Linked DNA regions of Zea mays: region 2 is linked to region 1. A link is a contact called in public Hi-C data. All regions are on one chromosome and are shown on one strand. Each heading gives the region's core, a stretch centred on a gene start, on an enhancer-like site or on the middle of the called end of the contact. The rest is flanking DNA. Distances are from core to core; before and after follow the strand shown.

Evidence for each region. A called contact is a pair of places that touch in the nucleus more often than the background predicts.
Region 2: a Hi-C map of ear shows a contact between it and region 1, with 2.7 times the contacts expected there. The contact joins the promoter of LOC100283316 here to the promoter of LOC103626931 in region 1. A contact is called at or near these places in 3 of 25 Hi-C or Micro-C datasets (ear, leaf and tassel).

Annotation. Positions count from the first base shown.
Region 1 is chr5:138,168,476-138,175,860 of Zm-B73-REFERENCE-NAM-5.0, forward strand. LOC103626931 (rop guanine nucleotide exchange factor 10) reads right to left here and starts at 3,228. Exons shown (of 6, transcript XM_008647293.4): 1 at 2,282-3,228; 2 at 1,939-2,210; 3 at 1,746-1,820; 4 at 1,410-1,661; 5 at 974-1,297; 6 at 1-893. The coding sequence starts at 2,504. The coding sequence ends at 480. LOC111589345 (a long non-coding RNA gene) reads left to right here. Exons shown (of 3, transcript XR_002748354.2): 3 at 1-1,403.
Region 2 is chr5:138,301,062-138,308,446 of Zm-B73-REFERENCE-NAM-5.0, forward strand. LOC100283316 (gamma-secretase subunit APH-1B) reads left to right here and starts at 4,342. Exons shown (of 6, transcript NM_001364474.1): 1 at 4,342-4,540; 2 at 6,911-7,066; 3 at 7,150-7,235. The coding sequence starts at 4,428.

The DNA of each region.
Region 1 (7,385 bases), core at 1,978-4,477:
CGAAACAAAGAATATACATGTTGTTTTTTCCTGACTTGCGAGTTCGATACATATACCCCAGAACCGCTCTTGAGACTTGAGAGAGCCATGTCCAAACTACTTACTAGAAATATTAAGCAGTAGCTACGCACAGCGGCAACTCTTGAGTGCGTAGTGCGTGGATGAGATCACCTGGCCCTCTTCTTCCCCTCATCTAGAATCTTCTAGAACGTAGAGGCAAGGACAAGAAAGAAACCAGTAAGAGAGGAGAGAACATGGATCACTAATGGGTGCGCACGTGCTTCATGCGCCTCAGCTATGTACACGACGTAAGCAAGGATCGATTGGGTCGGATCGGATGGGAGGAGCCGTCGTCTCCTCTCCCATTGACGTCTCTCCTTCTCGTGAGTGGACGATCGACGATCCATGGTGCTGTTGGATCGTAGACGATGACTGAGCTGCTGTTAGTTCAGTGGCGCGACGACGATCATATATTATTATCAGTGGCGCGCAGAGGGGCTCCTCATGCCGCCGGAGGAGAGGCTGTCGACGTAGGAGAACTTCTTGGGCGCCACGCTGGGCGCCTTCTTGAGGAGCATGGCCTCGCCGTCGGCGTCCAGCGTGCCGTCCTCCCTGCGCTTCATCAGCTCGTCCTGGTCGAAGTGCCAGCCCATGAAGTCGAAGAGCGTCATCGACGCCGGGGCCTCGTTCAGCTTCTCCAGCTCCTCCTTGGCGTCCAGCTTCCGCGGCGCGAGCAGGTCCGCCGACTCCAGCACCCGCCGCGCCGCCTCGGTCGCCGTCAGGTTCTGTGCCGCCGCGTCCGCGCTCAGCACGTCCTCGATGCGGGACATGACGCTGTACGCCAGGCTCTCCAGCACGCGCGAGTAGCTCTCCAGGAGGGCGTACCCGACGTCCTGGATCATGGATGTCTCGATGCCCTTATTATCCATACATCAGTAATATCGATCGGTATGTTTGAGGATATTATATATACCCTGTTGTACTGGATCTTGGAGATGTCGAGCTGCGACTGCGGCGTCCCCGGGAACTGGAGCTTGAGGAGGTGGAGGATGGTCTCGGCGCGCTCCTCGAACTGCTCGCGCTTCTCGAAGCTGACGATGGAGCTCCACGAGGACTTGGAGTCCTTGTTGGTCTGCATCTTGCGCTTCCAGATCACGGTGGAGGCCTCGATGCGGTTCTTGAGGTCCAGCACCTTGTGCTCCGTCGAAAGGTCCATCCCGGCCAAGAACTCCACCGGGTCGAACGTGTCCTCGGTGATGCTACGGTAGATGGCGTCGCCTAGGCTCGTCTTCCCTTTCTGTTCAGTACATGTGTTGTTGGCATGCGTCATGCACCCATCATCATGTCAATACAGATCTCAATACCGACTGAATTGATCGATCCAATGTCAAGCTGAGGAGAAAGTTTGCCTTTGGCAGCGACTCAATGTACACCTCCGGGATCTCCATCTCCACAAGCACCTGGGCGTTGATGGCCATGGCCGCCTTGAGCACCTGGTTCACGCACTCCTTCTGGTACTGCAGCCACTTGCGGGTCACGTCCGACAGCCCCTCCGACGGCACCTTCACCGTCGGCATCCACCACTTGTCGTCGTCGCGCTTGTTGTCCCCGCCCTTCTCGTACCAGAACTCGGTCTGGTCCGCGAAGTTGTCCATGTAGCCCTGCGGCGAGCAAGATCGATCCGTCCAACCATTCGATCATTGCAAAAACAGAAAAAACAAAAGACAGATCGATCGAGCACTCACGAGGAGCATGGCGTCGAGCTTCCGCAGCGCGGGGATGTTCATGGCGAGGTCGCGCCGCTGCGCCGTGGACATGATCTGCCAAATCAAGAAATTGCACGTACGATACGACGTCACCACCGGCTGGGGCAGGCAGGCGCACACATGCATCACGAGAAACTGCCAAACGCGCGCACGCAAACGACGATGTGGTCACCTCCATCGTGATTCCGTTCTCCGAGGTGTGGCGCGTGGGCACGAACTCGACGATGTGGTCGGTGACGGAGAGCAGCCATCCCACCTCCCTCTTCCAGCGCTCCTTGGTGTCGGGCGCCATGGGCTCCAGCTTGCGGTGCTCGCCAAAGACGGACGCCGCGAGGTTGGTGACGGCGTTGGACAGCGCGAGCGCGGACGGCACGCCCTTGCCGGTGCCGGACATGTCCTCGCCCAGCAGGAGCTTGGCGAACTTCTCCTTCATCACGTCCAGCTCTGCAAGTAACAGTGAATGAAATCGGGGGGATGAACAGGAGCTGGCATGCGCGCGGCGTGGTGTAGTGTACCTGAGAGCGGCCCGTCGCGGCCCTGGCGCAACCGCGCCGCCCCGGCCGCTGCCGCCTGGCTGTTGGCAAGGGGCGGGGTGCCGCCGGCGCCATTGCTATACATCTCGCCCGTGTCGCTGCCGCTCCTGTCGAGGTAGCGCTCTCGCAGCAGCTGCTGCTGCTGGTTGCTGTTGTGCGATCCGGTCTTGTGAAGGCTGTGTCCGCGCCGGAGGAAGCGCACCATCACCCAGCCCGCCGCCTCGAGCTTGGCGCGCAAGGCCTGGGCGCGCGGCACTCGGCGGTCTTGCACCGCCGCGCCGCCTCACGAGGCGCCACCCTGACTCCCGCAGCTGATGAGGACGCGCGCGGACCAATTCCAAGAACGAACGCGGGGCACGAAGGACGGCCGACGACGCCTCCCTCGCTCCCGCTCGCTGCACCGCGCTCTGGACCGATTACTACCGATCGGTCCCACGGCGACGGCGGCGGGCGGCAGCTCAGGCAAGGGAGCAGCGGTGGGCGGGACGGGATGGAGAGAGCATGTCGCGCACGACGGCCGAGATGGGGTTGAATTAGGCGAGGCGATGGACCCGGCCGGCCCGCGGGAAAACTAAAAAAGGAGGGAGGGCGGCGGCCCCGCCTAATTTAAGCGAGGGACGAACGTGCGGCGCATGTCGGCCGGGCCGGGGGGAGGGGAGGGGAATACTGCTCCTAGTAGGACTAGTAGGAGTAGCCTTTTCTCGCGCGCTCATCTTCCCCGTGGCGCTGGAGGAGTGGCGGGACGGTGGTCGGTAGCTCGGGGCCTTTGCTTTGTTTAGCAGACGTAATGATGATGAAAGGCGAGACGCCGAGACCGGATTGACGGGACGGGAGAGGAGAGGATACCGGAGAAAACGGCGGGCACAACGCTCCCGCCCACTTCTTGGCGCCAAATCGACTCTACCAGATGATGCGCTCGCGCTCGATCTGTTGCCTTGCCGCGCGGCGCCATACTAATAATTCTGCGTTAAAGCATGTACACAGCTGCGAAGCTATATAAAATTCACGTCACCATTATATAAAATTTAAAGATTACTTTAAACACCCCTAATATATTGTGTGGCTAATTATACCATTAAAACTAAATATACCACAAACATACACTAAGATAGTTTTTACTTCAATTCAGCATCTAAAAATACAATAAACTTGATTAAAAATATAAAAGTACCTAATTAGAGACGATTTGGTCCTTCCCCGCATCTAATAACTTCATCAATAATAGCACGTGAATTTGAACCTACACATTACAAGTTCAATATTTGTATAAAATAAGAGATACAACATGACAATATAACTAATGAATGCAAAAATGTATAAGTGAGTACAAAAATATACCACTTGAACTTTGTGGAGCTAGCTTTTTCATTCGACTCTTCAATTCTTGAAAATGGTATAAAATATCATCACTTTGAATACTTGCAAAGATGTCTCTTACTATATAGCATACCATTCTATGATTCAACCAATCATTTCCCATCTTATTTCTCAGTTCTGTCTTGATGATTTTCATAGCTGAGAAGACTCTTTCAACCGTGGCAGTTGCAACAAGCAAAATTAAGGCTAATTCAATGAGACGATAAACCAATGCAAAAACTAGGTGTCTCTCGGTTTGCACCATCTTAATAGCCAGATTACCAAGGTCTTCACAATTTGCAAAATCAGAATTACCCCTCACATCAACAATAAATATATCGAGTTGGTCTTTAAGGATCAAGAGATCATATTGAGAGAAGTCTGCAGAATAAATCTTAGCCATTTTTTCCCGAACTGTGGTGCAGCCCTACCTGCGGCTGCGGACTGCGCTGTCGTACTGCACTACTGCTGCTAGCCTGCTCTCCTCGCCTGCTAGCGCGGTAGCACCTTGCGGCTAGGCAGCTGGCAGCTGGCGCCCTCGCACAGTGACACGGACGTTGGACGCAGAAAGCAGATAGGAGACCTGTTAGGGTTTTTTATGGGTCAAAATCTCTACTACAGTCTACATATATAAAATTGTTTTTAGGCTACGACCCGGACCACGACCCAGGTAGCCCCAGGCCCAATATCCACCCCTGCATGTACAAGAGTTAATTTTACATTCTAAATCAAGATTTAGGAAGTTAGTTACATAAAATTTGTTTTCTACATATTTTTACTCTCCAACAGTTTTTTATGTATCTTGTTTACACTATAAATATTAATTCTTATTTTTCATCGTCATCTAACAAAAAATTCAAGATAGGAGATGATTAATTTAGATAACCATCTAAAGTGAGGAATATTTTTTTTCTCAAATCTCTATTCCTAGCAATTAGGAAGGATATACTGCATCTCTATTTATCACAATTAGAAAGAATATACAGAGCCTATTAAAGTTACTCTAACAATAAAAAAACATATCAAAACGTTACTATTCATGATGAGTCAACGACCATATTCTCTTCTTTTGTTTTTTCCCTCGTTATACTTTAGTTTCAAACCAATGTGTTACAAGGTCAATCGTTAAGGACCATTTCATTTTTGTTTGCTTCCATTATGCAACGACAACAAATAACATGTGATTGGCGGTTCAAACAATCTTCTACAATGAATAATTTATTTTTACGGATTTTTAAGGTGGTGCCCTTAGTTTTGCTGGTGTCCTCATTTTTATCCTTAGTCGTGTTTTTTTCTCAGTTTTGCCCTTAGCTATGTGACATGTTAGGTTCATATGTGGATCATCGTGATCGAAAATCATTTTGAGTCATTAGTCATAAATGCACCTAACCACACATTGAATAATGCATACACATAAAGATCATGTCAACCAGATCTTGATACACAGATCTTGATATGCACACGTCTTGATCCTTGTCATATGATATCGATCGAACTCAAGACAAGATTTATACCATCTTTGTGATAGCTCAACAAACACTTCACTCGATATTGTAGTAGATTACAACTTGTGACTAATGTATATTAGTCACATCATGATTGGCTCTTTAATCATATTAGCATGATTGTACACTTTCTTAATCCAACCATATCGAGAAGTCTAAGATATCTCTCCCGTTATGTAGAAGGGACAAACTACATCTTACCCGTTCATAACTCATCCTATGTTTTATGGTACATCTAAAAACTACTTTTATAACTACCCATTTACAAAGTAGCATTCGATAGCCCTAAAATGCATCTCTATATATAGTGAGAAATAATGACGAACTTATATATAAGTATCCAGCAGATATACCACTTAAGAACGTTTGATGGCATATATTTAACATAACAATCACAATAACGTCTCGGAGTGGGTCAATCCAACATCATAAATTTTATCATGTGCCCACATTATTGATTTGATATCTCTATATCAATGACCTATGAAACATGTTCATTATTTAATACATGTGCTAGTCAATAAAAAATCATTATTATCCCACATAATGACAAAAGACTACAATAAAAATCATTATTATCCCACATAATGACATAAGACTAGTGATATTTTGAATAGCACTACAAAACATAGAGTTCCATGAACAACTCATGTACTCGCCAATCAATATAATAATGATAATTCAAGGGGCTGAATAACACTTTATTCAACACTCATAAACATAAGACATTTATACAATTATCTTTCACTTACACTAACATCAATCATGTAGGTCTCTGATACCGATTGCACTCATGTGTGCCTCATGTTTTGGTCATAGAAGAGGCTTTGTCAATGGATCAGCAATATTTATTATACACATGTGCACTTTGCAAATCTTCACATTACCTCTATTAATGGTCTCGTGAATCAGGTGACAACACCAAAGTATGTGTTTGGATTTTTGGTGTGATATGGATTTTTGGCCTACGCAATGACACCGTTATTATCACAATAAAGGTCCAAAGAACTCATAACCACAGTCAACTCAAAAACAAACTTTCTAATCCGAATAGCCTTCTTAGCAGTTTTTTGACGCTATGATATACTTGACCTCTATTGTATAATCTGTTATAATAGGATGTGCATATATATATATATCCTACTATGACCATATCGGATCATGGGTCCACATGGTTGTCCTATAATAGAGGAAGATCTTATCTAGGTCTGATTAAAGATAGAAAAGAATTAGTTTGATATATCCCAGTGATAGTATAGTTAGAATAGGAGCCACCTAAGTTAGAATCCCTGTCATGCTATAATCATGATCATAGTATCCATCCCTATATATACTCAACACCCTATGCCTAATAGGTCAGGGCAACCAACTTAAACATGGTGTTCTTTTCTCTTACATTGTAATCAGAGCCAAGTCCTCCACCCACCTTAAGAACCGTAGCTGATGGAAACAACAAGTCTTCATGGTGTCTAACTCAAGCTCTATTGTGCTAATGTTCCTCTTAGGGCAATATATCGCAGGGAGGCTTACCAAGAATAACTCCGCTCTTTGGAAGGTGCAAGTTCTACCTATCCTCAAGGGTGCATAATTATATGTCTACCTTTCCTCAGATGTAGCACCATAAGAAGATCAACACCAAGAAAAGTGATGATTTGTTAGTGGGAACACAATCCAGAGTATACCCAATGGGCGATGCTTGAGCAACACATCCTTGGTTCCCTCATGACCTCCATGACTCAAGAAGTCATGATTCAAGTTTTAGCCTACAAGACCCCTAAGTGGTGTAGTTTGAGCTATAGAAGAACTATGCATCACAGTCTAGGGCAAGGACTATGAAAACAAGGATCGCCTTGTTAACAACTAGAAAATACAACATGACTATGCTAGAATATTTTACAAAGATGAAGACTCTTTTAGATGAGATGACGTATGAAAACAAAACATAGATGTGGAAGAACTCATTTTGTACACCCTGGTAGGACTTGATGAAGAGTATAATCTAATGGTCTCTACTTTACTGACCCTTGTTGAATAGGTCAATGTGGCTGAAGCCACCTCCTAGCTTTTCAGCTTCAACACTAGGATGAATCTACTTTATGGAGATCGTCAAGCTTCTACTAATGTTGTTGGTCGAGGGCATGAAGGAAACAACCATGATTGTGTCCATGGATGATGTAGAGGGCATGGTGGTCATCCCAGTGGTCAAGACCATCAAGGTGTGTCTT
Region 2 (7,385 bases), core at 3,092-5,591, 130 kb after region 1:
GAATATCCAAGCTTCGTGAAAACATTCTCCGAAGCTATACTCCGAAGATGAAGATTGTGTCTCCTTGTGACTTAACACGATTTTCACTCTTTCAAAGCATACTTCCGAAGATCAATATTGTGTCCCCTTCTTGTGCCATATGCAATCATGATGTATGATGCTTATGCTATGCAAAATGATGTGATGATGTTATGTTACGTAGATGACATTTGTTCCGAAAGATACACACATATCCCCACACAATATTTTTGTATCAGCGCTGATTCTTCGCTGTAAGCTCTGCATTCCCTTAGGAACGTCTTTGGAGCTTCTTCGCCTTTTACTTAGGCGGTATAAGCTCTGCATTCCCTTAGGAACGTCTTTGGAGCTTCTTCGCCTTTTACTTAGGCGGTATAAGCTCTGCATTCCCTTAGGAACGTCTTTGGAGCTTCTTCGCCTTTTACTTAGGCGGTATAAGCTCTGCATTCCCTTAGGAACGTCTTTGGAGCAAAAAACTTACACTGCGCTCCCTTTGGAACGGCTTTTTGTAACTTCAGCAACTTACTCTGCGTTCCTTAGAACGACTTTTTGTTACTTCGAAGGATTTTTAATAATTCGAAGGTCCTCCGCAAACTTTCAAGCTTCAGCAACTTAAGCCTTCGGAGAAAATAGATTTCCCTTATGACCAACCACAAAACCATTACATGAAAATCGAAATGTTCTTTATTATACAGAAAATAGAACTAAATGGAAAAGACTGCTATCAAGGTAGGATACTTGTCAATAAATGTGCTTTAACTCCGGCACGGTGCTGTTGACTGTACGAGCTTCGGACTGCTCTCTGAAATCCCTTTGGTGTGGAGCATATTGGCTCCCTTCTGGCTGTTGGCCTTGTTGCAGCGGTGGTGGAGGTGGAGGTTGTTGCCAGGAAGCTTGAGGTTGACTTGCCGAAGCAACAGAAACTGCAGGGTGGTTACCTACGTATTCTGGGATGTAAGGCACATGGTACGAAGCAGTATGCATGACCTGCTTCGGCTGAGCTTGTTGTGCTGCAGCTTCGGCTATCTCCTTTTGCTTTTGGATGGTAACATGGCACATCCTGGTGGTATGGCCCTTGTTTTCACCGCAAAACAAGCAAAATATTCTCCTTGGTTGATCTCCAAATCTTCCGCCAAAGCCCCTGGCGCCTCTTCCTCTTGGAGCTGGTGGCCGAAAGAAGCTTTGTTGTTGCCCCGAAGCCTGTGAGGAGGGCTGCGGCCTGTGCTGCTGACTCCCCTTATCATCACTTTGAGTAGAGTTATGGATGGACCTGACATGCCTCGGATAGAATCTTCCTCCGAAGCCCCTGGTCATCTCAGAAAATCTGAAAGCCTCCTCCCTTCTTTGGCGAAAATCATTGTCGGCACGAATGTACTCGTCCATCTTTTGGAGCAGCTTCTCCAGAGTCTGAGGAGGCTTCCTAGCAAAATATTGAGCTGCAGGTCCAGGACGAAGCCCCTTGATCATGGCCTCGATGACAATTTCATTGGGCACCGTTGGTGCCTGCGCCCTCAAACGCAAGAACCTTCTGACATACGCCTGAAGGTATTCTTCATGATCCTGAGTGCACTGGAACAAGGCTTGAGCAGTGACCGGCTTCGTCTGAAAACCTTGAAAGCTGGTTAACAACATATCCTTCAGCTTCTGCCATGAAGTGATTGTTCCTGGTCGAAGGGAGGAATACCAGGTCTGAGCAACACTCTTGACAGCCATAACAAAAGATTTTGCCATGACTTCAGCATTGCCACCATACGAAGACACTGTTGCTTCGTAACTCATCAAGAACTGCTTCGGGTCTGAATGGTCGTTGAATACAGGGAGCTGAGGCGGCTTGTAGGACGGGGGCCAAGGTGTAGCCTGCAGCTCAGCGGACAGAGGAGAAGCATCATCAAAAACAAAATTCCCATGATGGAAATTGTCATACCAATCATCTTCGTTGGGAAAACCCTCCTGATGAAGGTCTTGATGCTGAGGCCTTCGGTGTTGCTCGTCCTGAGCAAGATGACGAACTTCTTCAGAGGCTTCGTCTATCTGCCTCTGCAGTTCAGCTACCCTGGCCATCTTTTCCTTCTTGCGTTGAACCTGCTGCTGAAGGATTTCCAGATTTTGAATCTCCTGATCTAGATCATCCTCCGGAGGTGTTGGACTGGTAGCCTTCCTCTTCTGGCTTCGTGCCTCTCTAAGAGAAAGGACGTCTTGATTGGGGTCCAGCGGCTGTAGCGTGCCAGCCCCTGGTGCTGAAGCCTTCTTCGACGGCATGACGAAGGTGATGCTTGCCGAAGATGTTGAAAAGCTCAAGAAATGGAAGTGAGTTCACCGGAGGTGGGCGCCAATGTTGGGGACTTGTTCTCAAGCACTTCAAGAGTTAAGAACAAGGCAACATAGAAAATGTTAATCGTTAATGTCCTTCGTCCTCCGAAGCATTATTTCCCTTAGGATGTAATGACTTGCGGACGAAGGTTATGAAGGACATACCTTCATAAACTCATCAGACAATGACGAAGGTGATAAAATATAAATAATATAAAAGAAAACATGAACAATCATTTATTATTGAGCATAAATAAAAATATTATTGAATCACAAGTGTACCTTCAATCGGAAGGAAATAACAATACAAGTGTGACGCAAAAAGCGAATGCCAAGTCAGCGTGAACAGTACATGGATGCTGTTCACCTATTTATAGGCACGGGACACAGCCCTTACAAAATTACATTCATGCCCTTTACATTTGATAATAATTCTATAGTAGTCTACCGAGGTCTGAATAGCCTTTTCATCTTTAAGTCGGTTCCACTCTTTGCTGTCACGCCGAAGCTTTCCTGCTCACACCTTCGGCTCTGTATCAACCTTCGTATTAATCCGGTTTACAGCAACGCCGACTTGTCCGAGGATTCCTGCTCACACATTGTACTCCAGAAATACTGTTAAATCCTATTTTTGAGGACCTTCGGATGCCGAAGGTCCCCAACATGCCCCCATTTAAACTTGTACTTATTGCAGTTACGAAATCCCCTCGGACTGGTGGAGTCACGAAGTTGTCTCAACTGTTCCTGGACGTCTCGGGTGTTATCTCTCATTGATTCTTGATCCGATCTTTCCAACAAGTGCTTTCTTGCATTAAACAACCTTGAGAGCTGAAAGATATGCCCTCTTAAACATGCAATTATTTCATTTACGAAATCCTCTCGGTTGCAACAGCTTTTATTGTCTTTTGACTTCTCCACTCCAAGATGGTTCACCTCCCAAAAACATAAGAATAATATAGTGATAACAAGTATTTAGTACCTCATTTAGAAGATAATTAGTTTCAACAGCAAGGAACGAGTTCACCTGATAACTAAGTTCACGTGCACTAGCACAAGTCATTGCTTAGTCATAACTTATGAAGGGTTGTCGTTGTGGTTGTATAAATGGCAGCGACATCCTCATCACGTTGTCCTACTCCAGCTGCCTAGGAGGACACGCACTGACACCACCGCGGAGAGAGGGCTGGCGAGCGCAGTAGAAGAGCCACGTGACCACGCCACAACAGAAGAGAGAGGTGGGTCAGCGTCGCCACCTAGTCCGCGCTCCATCTGTACCCTCTCCAACCCAATCTAGGCCAAGGCGTCTACTATCTAGCGCCTTATCGACACCTTGCGCCCCAAAGACGATGCTCTAGTCAAAGATGGACGCCTTATGTCGACAAGTAAAGCGACCACGGCGCCTTGCCCTGTACCCTCGCCTTACTACAAAAGCGACGCTTTAGCGATGCCTTAATAGATATGCTCGCTAGTCAAAGATAAAAATGTAAGTGACCCTCTAGAGTGCAAACATAGAAAAATTGTTGAAGATTAAAAATATATGAAATTGTTTTTTATATAAATGACTTTTTAAATAATAATTTAGAAACGAAATTTTGAAAGACTATCAAGAATGAGGCCCTATTTAGGAGTGAAGTATTTTACGGTTTCTATGTAATATCATAGTTCGTATTTTATGTCATAAGGTGTTAATTGTGTTCCTGAAATGTATATTTTTAAAATCACAGTATTCTAAATATCATAATATTTTTGAAGTACTGAAAACTCTAATGCAATCTAAATTAGCCTTGGCTAGCTTTTACTTAATACTATAATTTATAATGTTGTATCCAAATATCTCAACCATGGTATTGCCAAACAGGCCCTTTGAAATGCCGAAAGAGAGCCGTTCCCTGTTGCCGAAAGCCCGAAACTAGGGCCTGTTTGGTTCGTGGCTAACTGCGCCACACTTTGCCTAAGGTTAGGCGTTCGAATTGAAGAACTAACCTTAGGCAGAAAAGTTAGACAAAGTGTGGCAAGTTAGGCAGTGAACCAAACAAGCCCCTAGTCTTCCCTCCTGCTGGCGGCGTGCGGAGGGCCGGAGGCCGGGTCGACAAGAGGAGATGACGTTGGCGGCGGGGCTGGGTTACGCCCTGATCGCGCTGGGCCCCGCCTTCTCCCTCTTCTCCGGCGTCGTCGTCAGGAAGCCCTTCCTCGTCCTCACCCTCCTCTCTAGGTCTACCCCTTGCGTCGCCCGTTTCGTGCTTCTTTAGCCACGTTTTGATCAGATCGTCCGTTGCCCTCTAATAAAAGCGAACATTCAGTTAATCGATTGGCGTAAGAGGCAGGTGGCGTTTGTTTGAGGCGTTCCAGGGTGTGGTTTCGTGAGGCAAACGCGGATTATTGGTTTACTCGCAGTTGTGCTAGGGTTCAGTAGTTTCTTCCGGATCGATACGGATGCTGCTAGTTGGATTCAGTTCACATGGCGTATTGGCTTGTTCTGTGTAGTTTTTGAGTTGTCAATTTATCTCATCTGTTTGCAAAATCTGTAATCTGGTTTAGAATGAATGTGTGGATCTCAGAGACTCAGACCTGTAGAACTTGCACTGATATGCTACTGATACTCTCCTTAGGTAGTTGGTAAACCGAAGCTTGCTGACAATTTACTCTATGTCTATTGTCTTGGCAACTTACTCTATGTAGCTGTGCACCAATGTATTGAAGTTGACTTTTAATTCAGTCCCACAATGGCTCTTTTCTTTATTTTTGATTTGTACATTTATTTTTATGAGTATCAACATAAGCATTGAATGCTGTTTAATGTATAAGGGGCATATCATGTGCAATCAGATGTATTGGTGCAATCATGCTAAATATTTCTTGACACCCCTCCCCCCTCTTCCTTTCCAACTGACAATTCATTGCTAGAAAGATGCAAGACAATTGGTGATTCGTCATGAAAATGTAAATTGGCATTTCAAATACCTAAGATCAAAGACTGAGAAAGAACTGGTGTCATCAATTATTTCGTTGGAAGTCAACAAGAAGGATATGAGCTACAGAAAAAAAAGTTCAGAACCTGACTGAAAGATGCATGTGTTTGTGTGACTTCGTGCAACAAACCTGTTTCAGAGCATTTTTCTGATACATTGCTATCTCATATAACTATGACTATGAGTAGTATCCTGACATTACACCTCTGGCCTCTGCAAGTACTGAATCTTTGTGTTCTCCAATAGAATGCACTGTTAGAAATTACTCCAGAGATATTTGCAATTGAATTTAGTGGATGCATCTATTATACGGAACATATAACCTGGGGTAGGAGAAACTTCTCGAATTATAAGGCTTAAGCTGTCATACTTTGGGGTGTGTTTGGTTTTGGGATGAGAGGGATGAAATGGATCCACTCTATTTTTTTGGGATAGGATGATTCTATCTCGGTGTTTGGTTGGGAGGTCGGGGGCGTCCTTTCTCTGTGTTTGGTTGGAGGGATGGAATGAAGGGGATAACATCATGTCTGTACACGGTTAGACATCTGTTAGGTGGCGTTCATCTGCCATCCTCTCTCTGCTGCTGCTTCTTCCTTCAATGCAGTTCAAATGCACCATGGCCGAGCTCACACTAGGCTCCGCCCGCGCCATGTGGCTTCCCTCATTGGGGCTGCCTGTGTAACCGTTGGGGCCGCTAGCGCTGCCGTCAGGGCTGCCCACGCCACCGCCATGGCCACCTGCGCCGCCGCTGGGGCTGAGCTCGCTCGTGATGCTGGTGTCGAGCTTGCCCACCCTTGCCGGGGCCATGTCTTCCCGGACTGAGCTCACCCGCGCCTTGCCCTTGCCATCTGCGCTGCGTCCGCTGTCCGCCTGCGTCGGAGCCGAGCTCGCTGTGCTCTCTCCATTCTCCTCTGATGCCAAACACAAATAAAACACTGTCTGGGGGGGGGGGGGGGTGGGTGGGATGGCTGCATACCTCAGTTTTTGGGGATGGATGTATCCCTGAATCTAGAGGAATATTTTTCTCTGGGGACGACTCCAGCCTTGATGTCCCGCTCCAGAACCAAACACTACCTTATTAATCAGTACTCACTAGTCATAAATAACTGATGTAACTTTTCTCCATTCATTTTTAATGCTTGAATCTTTACATTTGGTAATTTTGAGTGCTATGCTGTTCTCCTGTGATGACCCTTATCAAGGGAGTGGTACACGCAGTCAGGGTTGGTTTGGAAACTTTTATAGTCTTGCCAGTTAAGTTTGGTCTCAATCAACAGAGGTTCAAACTTCCAAATGAATCTGCTTAGTTATTTTGTTCGCAGGACAAAAAAGAATGGATTAGTTTGAAAGAACATATAAGTCAACTTAATCCATGTTAGAGTGAACAGTTTACAGACCTGCAAATGGAAACTAGAAACCATTATTCTCTCTATCCATGTTGGCTTCAGACCTTGATGGTAGTACAGTGAGTTCCCGGTACCCAGCATCACTGCCCTATGTTCTTTAGTGCCTTAAACACTGAAGTATCTTCTAACGTTCTCCTATGAATTTCAAAATGGAAGGATATATTATCATATTTAAATGTTAACCTTGGCTTTTATCTTTTTGTGCAGCACCTTATTTTGGCTTATAAGTTTGATAGTCCTCTCGGGAATATGGAGAGGATTTCTTCCTATAAAGTCAGGAGCTTGGTGGGCATATGTGATTCTGATCCTTACATCTGTCGCATTGCAAGAAGGCACTCGTCTTGTGTTTTGGATGCTTTACAAGTAGGTAAACCATAAACAGAAGCTGACATTTTCTTATCTGCTGTGGTAATTGAATATATGGGATCTGATAACAAATTTTCCAGGAAAATGGAAGAGATGCTAGATGCTTTTGCTGATAGAATATCTAAGCCACGTCTTAGATTGACTGACAAGATGCTGATTTCTTTAGGTAAGTTTTTGTTATTTTGATACAATATGAAAATATCTTTTCTTGTTTTTGTTTTCTAAGTTTTCATATTTTAATACAAGATGAAAATGTCTTTTGTAGTTCTGGTTCAAGACAAAATGGTTTTTTTCTTGGCAATTATAAATTATTATC